3 separate regions of the Hordeum vulgare genome follow, and all the other regions are linked to region 1. Evidence: chromatin contacts called from public Hi-C data. All regions are on one chromosome and are shown on one strand. Each heading gives the region's core, a stretch centred on a gene start, on an enhancer-like site or on the middle of the called end of the contact. The rest is flanking DNA. Distances are from core to core; before and after follow the strand shown. Region 1 has its middle 68 kb from the start of LOC123446160. Region 2 has its middle 29 kb from the start of LOC123447940. Region 3 holds the start of LOC123447938 (short-chain dehydrogenase TIC 32, chloroplastic-like).

Region 1 (2,856 bases), core at 231-2,730:
ACGGATGTATATAGACACATTTTAGAGTGTAGATTTACTTATTTTGTTTCGTATGTAGTTCCTTAGTGAAATCTCTTAAAAGACTTATATTTATTTAGGAACGGCGGGAGTAGTAACTCAAAGTTGACGTAGTCGTTAGTTGTTTCCGCTGCGATTAGGGTTCGATTCCTTGGGGGCTCCATTTTTCAATCTCCACGCTGAAATGGGCTAACTCAGTACTATTCATACCTTAAACAAACAAATACTCTCGCATAGAATCTCTCCGAGCTACGTATCATCGGAAAACGCTATTTTGTCGCTCTTTGCATCAATATATCGGGGTTTCGCACAGGATGACGAGGGAGCGATGCTATCTGGGCCGGCCTATTACCGGTTCTAGGGATCCCGGTTTTGGGGCCTCCTAGACTTATCCACCCGTTTTTCCCCGTTTTGGAAACTTTCTAGAATGTTTCTTGAACCGGTTTTTTTTGTTTTCTTTATTCTTTACTATTTTCTTCTTCTTTTTTCCTTTTTTGTTTCAAAAATATTTATGAATTTGTTCAGCATTTTTCAAAATTGTTATCATTTTGAAAATTTGTTCTCAAGATTATAAAATGTTCGTGCTTTTAAAAACTTGCTCACGCTACTAAATTTATTCGGGCTTTCAGAAATATTATTTTCCTGCTTCTGTTTCGAAAATGTTCTGGAGTTTCTGCATTTTCAAAAAAAATTGTGGTTTTCAAAAAAAAATCTGAAAATCTGAAAAATGTTTTTATTTTTGAGAAAAATGTTCTGTATTTTCCAAAAATGTATTCGGTTTAAAAAAATATTCTTCAAATTTGGAAAATGTTTCTTCTTTTTTCAAAAAAAATGTTCTTACTTTTAAAAAATGTTCGGAATTTTAAAAATTGAACTAAAAACTCGAAACATGTTTTTGATTTTTTACAAAAATGTTCTGGAATTACAAAATATGTTATGGATTTTTGAAATGCTTTTTCAAAAATGTTCTTGTTTTTAGAAATTTGTTCTCAAAATTGAAAAATTGTTTGTATTTAAAAAAATCACGTTCATGAAGTTCCTCAAGATATTTCCAAATTATTCTCATTTTCAAAATTTGTTTGCAAGATTTAAAAAATGTTCGTGCTTTTAAAAACTTATACACGCTTTAAACATTTGTTCGTGGCCCTCAATTTGTTCAGGATTTCTCAAAATTGTTCTTGATTTATAAATTTGTTCTCAAGATTCCAAAACGTTCATCCTTTAAAAAATTGTTCGTGTTTTCAATTTTTTACCCTGATAAAAGCATTCATGTTGTTAAAAATGATTTAATAAATTCAACGTTTGTTCGTTTTGATAAAAAAATGGAAAAAAGAAAACGGGAAGAAAAAGGACACAAAAAAGAAAAAACAGAAAGAAAAAAAACTACAGTATGGCGCGCCTACTGGACCGGCATGTCGGGGGTCAGGCTGTGCGTGGGAGGGACTCCCTTCCGCAGCGAGCGGCAGGTAGGAGTTCCCCGTATTGCTTGCTGTGAGTGTTGATCGTTTGACTGCCTATGCCTGCTCACAGTGTGCTGGCCCACTTTTCGAGGAAACACACAGAGGTTTGTGAGTTCGGAGTTCGAACGTGCATGGTATTTAAAAAAAATGGCCTCTGTGGTGCTTAGATTTTTAGACTCCTCGTGTTGGAAAGCTCCTTTAAAGGTTAAAAATATTTACATGATAGGTAAGAAGATTGATATTCGGTTTGGAAATATCACAAGACTTTGGAAAGACTTTATTAATGAATTGCCTCCATTCCAGGACTAACACCCCCTGGTATTTTTAAGATCAGAATTTGTGGCCCTTGACCAGCTCTCGCTTGCTCGTTTTTTAAGATCAAGTGATCAACTCGCTCAAATTTCTTTCACATATGATTCCTCGTTGCCTTTTTTTCCTCCACCTATATATATTTCCCTTACTTTCTTTCTTTTCACATGTTTTTTACTTTCTTTTTCTGCTTTGACAGCTAAAAAGAAACAAGCAATTGCATTTTATAAATTCCTTGTATTGAGATACTAGCTCTTAAAAACAGAAAGAAGAAAAATTGGTATAAAAATGTTCGTGAAAAAATACGATTTTGAAAAATATTCATGAATATAGAAAGCATTGTGAATTCAAAATTATTTGCGACAACATAAAATTGTTCATGATTCATAATATGTTCACGTACTAAAGAATATTCACAATTCGAAAAATTGTTAGGGAACTTGAAAAATGTTCCAAAATTACAATTTTGATAGCGAGTTTAGAAAATGTTCATGTATTAAAAAAAAGTTCAAGATTCCAAATATTTTTCTAAATGAAAAAAAAATCAAGAATCTCGAATATGTTTGCAAAAAAGTTCAAGAATGTCAAAAATGTCAAATGCAAAAACAATGTTCACGAATATAACAAAATGTTTTTGAATTGGAATAATGAGAAATATATTATTATTTTTTTAATTTGTCAAAAAAAATTCACAAACGCCAAAAATGACCGTGAATTTTACAAAATGTTCGCAATGAAACATGTTAGAATTAAAAAAAAGTGAAATCTAAGAATGTTCATGAATTCAAATACGTACCAGAATTTTGAAAGAAGTTTCCTATTTCAGTCTTTTTTGCTAATTCAACAAAAACCATGAATTTAATATTTTTTATGATTTAAAATTTGTTCGTGAATATGAACAGAATATCCACGAATAGAAAAAATAATAATTCGAAAAACACTCAATCATAAAACTATCATGAGTTACATCAAATCGTTCGCAATTTTTAAAAATCTCTATCATTTCTAAATTGGTTTTGTAATTAAAAAAGAACTGCGATGGTACAAAATGTTGCTGAATTTCAAAAGT
Region 2 (2,856 bases), core at 103-2,602, 390 kb after region 1:
ATTGTTCTGAAATTCACAAAAAATGTTCGCGATTTCAAAATTTGTTCACAATTAGAAAAATGCTCATAGTTTTATAATTTTATTCATGAATTTGAAAATTTGTTCATGTTTTGAAAAATTGTTCTGGAATTCACAAAAAATGTTCGCGGTCTCTTAACTTGTTCACAATTCGAAAAATGTTCATAGTTTTCTAATTTTGTTCATGAATTTGAAAATTTGTTCATGTTTTGAAAAATTGTTCTGGAATTCACAAAAAATGTTTGCGTTTTCAAAATTTGTACATAATGCAAAAAATGTTCATAGTTTTATAATTTTGTTATGAATTTGAAATTTTGTTCATGTTTTCCAAAATTGTTCTGAAATTCATAAAAAAAATTGCAGTTTCAAAATTTGTTCACAATTCAAAAAATGTTCATGGTTTCTAAAATAGTTTGCAATTCGAAAAATGTTCATAATTTCATAATTTTATTCACGAATTTGAATTTTTTTTTCCATGTTTCAATATTTATTCAGAATTCAAAAAATGTTTGCGGTTTCAAAATTTGTTCACAATTCGAAAATTGTTCATAGTTTTATAATTTTGTTCATGAATTTGAAATTTTGTTTATGTTTTGAAAAATTGTTCTAAAATTCACAAACAATATTCGTGCTTTCAAAATTTGTTTACAATTCGAAAAATGTGCATAGTTTTATAATTTTGTTACGAGTTTGAAAATTTGTTCATGTTTTGAAAATTTGTTCTGAAATTCACAAAAATGTTCACGGTTTAAAAAAAATCACAACTCGAAAAATGTTCAGAGTTTTATAATTTTGTTCACGAATTTGAAAATTTGTTCATGTTTTGAAAAATTGTTCTGAAATTCACAATAAAACGTTCGCGCTTTCAAAATTTGTTCATAATTCGAAAAATGTTTATAGTTTTATAATTTTGTTACGAATTGGAAAATATGTTCATGTTTTCATAAACTGTTGTGAAATTCACAAAAATGTTTGCAGTTTCAAAATTTGTTCACAATTCAAAAAATGTTCATAGTTTTATAATTTTGTTCACGAATTTGAAAATTTGTTCTGAAATTCACAAAAAATGTTTGCACATTTCTAAAATGTACACTTTACAAAAGCACACTTTTGCAAACAAAGAATATCGCTGCAGTGACTAAGTGTATTTAGGTACATTAACTGATTCAAATTAGCTACAGTACATCGGCTATGAATTCGTTAGTACCTAGTTTTTTAGATTGAGCGCTGCTATACAAATCGTAAAGCTTCTCTGGTGGAGTGGCTATGAGCCCGCAAATGCATGTGGCTGGTCTTCGGTTCGAATCCTCACTTTACGCTGTGCTTGCTTTGCTATATTTTTTCGTTCCGCATGTACAGCTCGATGGGCCGGCCCAGTCCCGTTTTTCCCTGTGCGTTGTGTCGTCTATTTGAGGCAAACTATAGCACACCATTTATATTGCGGACCCTTATTGTGTGTTTATAGTTCGTGCAAAAGGAATTTTACGGGCTGACGCGAACTGCGGCACAATATAACCCGAATTGTGAAACTATGGCCCTGTTTGTTTCATAAGTCCTAGGACTTTTTTAAGTCGCAACTTATAAGTCATAAGTCCCTACCTGTTTGTTTACAGGGACTTATAAGTCCCGAGTCCCTACCTGTTTGTTTACAGGGACTTATAAGTCCATGTTGCATCTAATAAAATACACTTGTCTAATAAAATTGTACAGTGCAATGCAAGCCACAATTAACTTGCAATGGATGTATGAGTGAGTGCAGCGATCACAGTTTGCTACATGTGTTAGCAAAAATTCAACAGCCCTAATGCAGTACTCGATCAAGCTGAGACGTAGGTAGCAAAAATTCAACAGCCCTAATGCGGCGTCGGGGCGGGCGGCGGCCGGGCGGCGTCGGGGCCGGGCGGCGTCGGGGCGGGCGGCGGCCGGGCGGCGTCGGGGCGGGCGGCGGCTGGGCGGGCGGGCGGCGGGGCGGCGGCGTCGGGGCGGGCCGGCGGCCGGGCGGCGACGGGGCGGGCAAGGACGGGGCGGGCGGTGCGAGCGTCGAGTCGTCCTGTCCCTGGAGCGATCGGGGCAGGCGGTGCGAGCGTTATGGGACTAGAATATAAGTCCCAATAAGCTCCTATTAGAGAGTCTTATTTCATAAGTCCCAATTAACCATAATAAGTCCCAATAAGTCCCTTGTGTTTGATTTAGGTGGGACTTATAGGGACTTTTTTAAGTCCCAAAGCCAATAAGTCCCTGGAAACAAACACCCTCTATAAAACAAAATATTGGTAAAATATTATATTTTACAGTTCTGTGATGCAAAATCTGTTCGGCCGTAGCCTGCGCCAGCTCGCAAAATGTGTGGTATTTTTTGAATTTAACTCATATGCCACATTTTACACAAAATTATAAATTAAACATAAGATAAAATGTTAATATTATAATATAAAAATCATCCAATTTACAATAATTAATCAAATCATCGGATTAAAGCAATAATTCAATACAAAAATGGCTCCCAATACAACAATGGTACAAATCACACTTGAATTAAATGAAAAAATGACAGGTTTTATTGTCCATCCCTTTGTCAATGGTGCTCAATGAGATCATCCTAAATGTGATAGTGGGTGTTTGCGTCTTCAATCTGCCGGTGTGTCTAAAGGACTGATTGTATGTGGTCGGGGTCTCTAGCTGGCTTCACACAACTACCAACATTGTCATAGAAGAATTCCGACTTCATGTGCCTTTCATCTTTGATGATCATGTTGTGAAGAATCACATAACATGTCATGATGTTCTTCAGGATTCGCTTGTCCCAATAATGAGGAGTACCATGAACAATGGCAAATC
Region 3 (2,856 bases), core at 90-2,589, 300 kb after region 1:
TAACTACTGAACATCTCATATCAACTCAGCATCAGCAATAGCAGATATCCTGATGTTTACATGAATGAATGTTGATGGATAACAGTGAATGATCAAAGGCATCAATCACGACGATCACTCTTATTTATAATATGAAGGAATGTAACTGCACAATACATACCAAGATGATTCGTTGCGAATTGTAGCTCAATGCCATCTTTGGACAGATGGAAAGGGCAGGCCATTATCCCTGCATTGTTTCTTCAGAGAAGGCCAGAAAAAAAGCCCAGTCAGTGTGTTTACTAGTATCCGCCAAACTTTGTGCTTCTTTTGAATACTTGATGATGCCTGATTACAATGACATACATGAGGACGTTCAGATGCTTATGCGAGGAGTTGAAGGAGCCCGCGAAGCTGCGAACAGAGTCAAGGGAGCTCAGATCCATCTCCATGACATGGAGCTTCGAGCTCGGGACCTCTTCAGCGAGGCTCTCTTTCACCTTCATGCCACTCTCGAGCGTCCTTGCTGGTATGATCACGTTTGCTCCCCTCAGTGCAAGAACTCTGGCCGTCTCCTTGCCAATGCCATTTGTTGCCCCTGCATATGACAATCAAGAGTGCAGAATCATCAGTCTACCCCATGTATTGTACTGTACTCTGAATGAACAGAAATGTGCTTGAAATTGTCTTTTAATCATGATAAGTGAACAATTCCCTTACTATTTACTCACGTTGCAGAGATTGTACATTTATCAAAATAATAGTACTTCTACTTTTTTTAAGAAGCCCGAATCATAATAATGCATGGAAAATCCTTCTTATCTGCCCAAAGTAGAAAGTACAGCCCAACTCAAATTTCCCTCTTTAAACTTGAGGAACTCAAGTGCGGTTTCTCTAAAAGCTGCAGGACCAAATAGCTCCAATAATTACAGATTCCAAATGCAGATAATCGCATTAATGATATTTTGTGCTTTTTAATCACTTGATTTGTTTATTAAAGTCAGCAAAGATGAGACTCTGCATTCAGCCACTAGTAGCAGTTGCACACAAGAGACAAGCAGAGTCGTATAGAATGCCGCGCACCTGTGACGATGGCCGTGAGATGGCTGGCGTCGATGCCGGCGGCGATGTCCTCTGCGGTGGACGCGGATCCAAAGCCCGAGAGCCCACGCCGCCCCCACGGCCAGCCCCAGATCCCCATCACCGTTGCTGCCGCCGCCAGCCGCCCCTCCTTCGCTCGGTATTGTTTCCGCGCTAGGCTACGTTGGTCTCTCCTCTCCAGCAGCAGATTAGAAGAATTGCGGCGGAGGATCGTCGACTGTGCTATCTTTTCCTGCAATCTGAGCAGGTGCGGAGGATCGTCGACTGTGCTATCTTTTCCTGCAATCTGAGCAGGTTAATTTCGCACGAATCTTGATGCGGTACTGTACACCTCAATTGTTTATACTCCCTCCGCTCCTAAATATATATCTTTTTAGAGGTTTCACAAAAAGACTACATACGGATGTATATAGACATACTTTAAAGTATTGATTCACTCATTTTACTTCGTATGTGAACACTTAGTAAAATCTCTTAAAAGACTTATATTTAGAAACGGAGGGAGTATTTGTTTATACTAGCAAAAGAGCCGGTGCGCTGCAACGGAAGCAAACCATACAACACGTCCTAACCTAATAATCATGACTTGAGATCTTTATTTAAACTATCATCTACGTTGTCTCTTTTTTGTGAATACATCTATGCTCTCTCTCTAACTCTCTCTCCCCCTAAGATGAACATCAACTTTTCTGTTTTCATGTAATGTTTTGCCGATTATTGATATATTTTTTTATCTTTAATCTCATTTTGATGAGGTGTTCATTTGCAACATGGATCGACCTTAGTAAAAAATAGATTGTGCGTTATTGATTAAAATAACAGCATAAATAAAATTTAAAAATTGTTAAATAAGTAAAATAACATCATATTTAGACTCTGCGCATCACTATTAATGAAAATTACATTATAAACAGAATTTTAAAAAGTTAAATAGATAAACTAACATTATATTCAGATTCTACACATGTTTCTAATAAAATTTCATATATAATAATTTAAAATTGAAGTTACCGTTTAAAAGATATGATTTTTAAAGTATTTGTGACTTATAATTGAACTGCAGATTAATTAATATGAACCTAAAAGACGTTTCTATAAAAATTACAAAAAATGATTCGTTCTCTCACTTAAGTATATACTGCGGGTTGATTTCGGAAAACCACAAAGGATTTTCTGTAAAAATACGAAAAACGATTTATTTTCTCACTTAAATCCGTACTGCGGGTTGATTTCGAAAACTCTAGGGAGTTTTACGGCAGAAGCACTCCGTGATTTAGGCCCTGTTTGGAACCACAATAGATTATGATAATTTAGATTATGAAGATAAATTATATAATCTGGTTTATAAAAATAATCTAGGTGAATATGTTTGGAGGCCAGATTATATAAACTGTAATCCAGGTTTTACATTGCATAATGACCTGTCTATCCTCTGTGTTTTTTTTAAAAGAGGAGGGTAGCGGTGGTAGAAATGTTATTATCTCCAACTTTACAAGGGTAATGGGTCATTAGCAATCCATAACAAGCTGGTATAGAGTAGATTATGAGTTTTTAATAATCTATCCATCTAGTTTTTATAATCTACACTATAAGTTATCCTGTTTGGAAACATAATAGATTATAAAAACTGAATTATATAATCTAGGTGGTTCCAAACAGGGCCTTAATATTAGGAAAAGATACAACTTGATCTAACAACCAAATGCCCCAACAATAAAATAGTTACATTAAGAAAGTATGTTAGGTGGTTCTGTGAATATTATTAGGTACCTTAGT

The links. A called contact is a pair of places that touch in the nucleus more often than the background predicts.
Region 2: a Hi-C map of leaf shows a contact between it and region 1, with 2.6 times the contacts expected there. The contact joins two enhancer-like sites. A contact is called at or near these places in 2 of 6 Hi-C or Micro-C datasets (leaf and seedling).
Region 3: a contact with region 1 is called in a Hi-C map of seedling, with 5 times the contacts expected there. The contact joins the promoter of LOC123447938 here to the enhancer-like site in region 1. A contact is called at or near these places in 3 of 6 Hi-C or Micro-C datasets (leaf and seedling).

Annotation. Positions count from the first base shown.
Region 1 is chr4H:78,530,286-78,533,141 of MorexV3_pseudomolecules_assembly, forward strand. No RefSeq gene overlaps it. Among protein-coding and RNA genes, the nearest start is that of LOC123446160, 68 kb to the right of the region's middle. Within about 2 kb of position 1,481, at least 3 of the 3 cell types and tissues checked have open chromatin away from gene starts, as enhancers often do. A contact at or near this core is called in leaf and seedling, where this site is marked.
Region 2 is chr4H:78,918,314-78,921,169 of MorexV3_pseudomolecules_assembly, forward strand. No RefSeq gene overlaps it. Among protein-coding and RNA genes, the nearest start is that of LOC123447940, 29 kb to the right of the region's middle. Within about 2 kb of position 1,353, at least 3 of the 3 cell types and tissues checked have open chromatin away from gene starts, as enhancers often do. A contact at or near this core is called in leaf and seedling, where this site is marked.
Region 3 is chr4H:78,831,028-78,833,883 of MorexV3_pseudomolecules_assembly, forward strand. It overlaps LOC123447938 (short-chain dehydrogenase TIC 32, chloroplastic-like), which reads right to left and starts at 1,340. Exons shown (of 8, transcript XM_045124674.1): 1 at 1,063-1,340; 2 at 346-577; 3 at 161-240. The coding sequence starts at 1,180.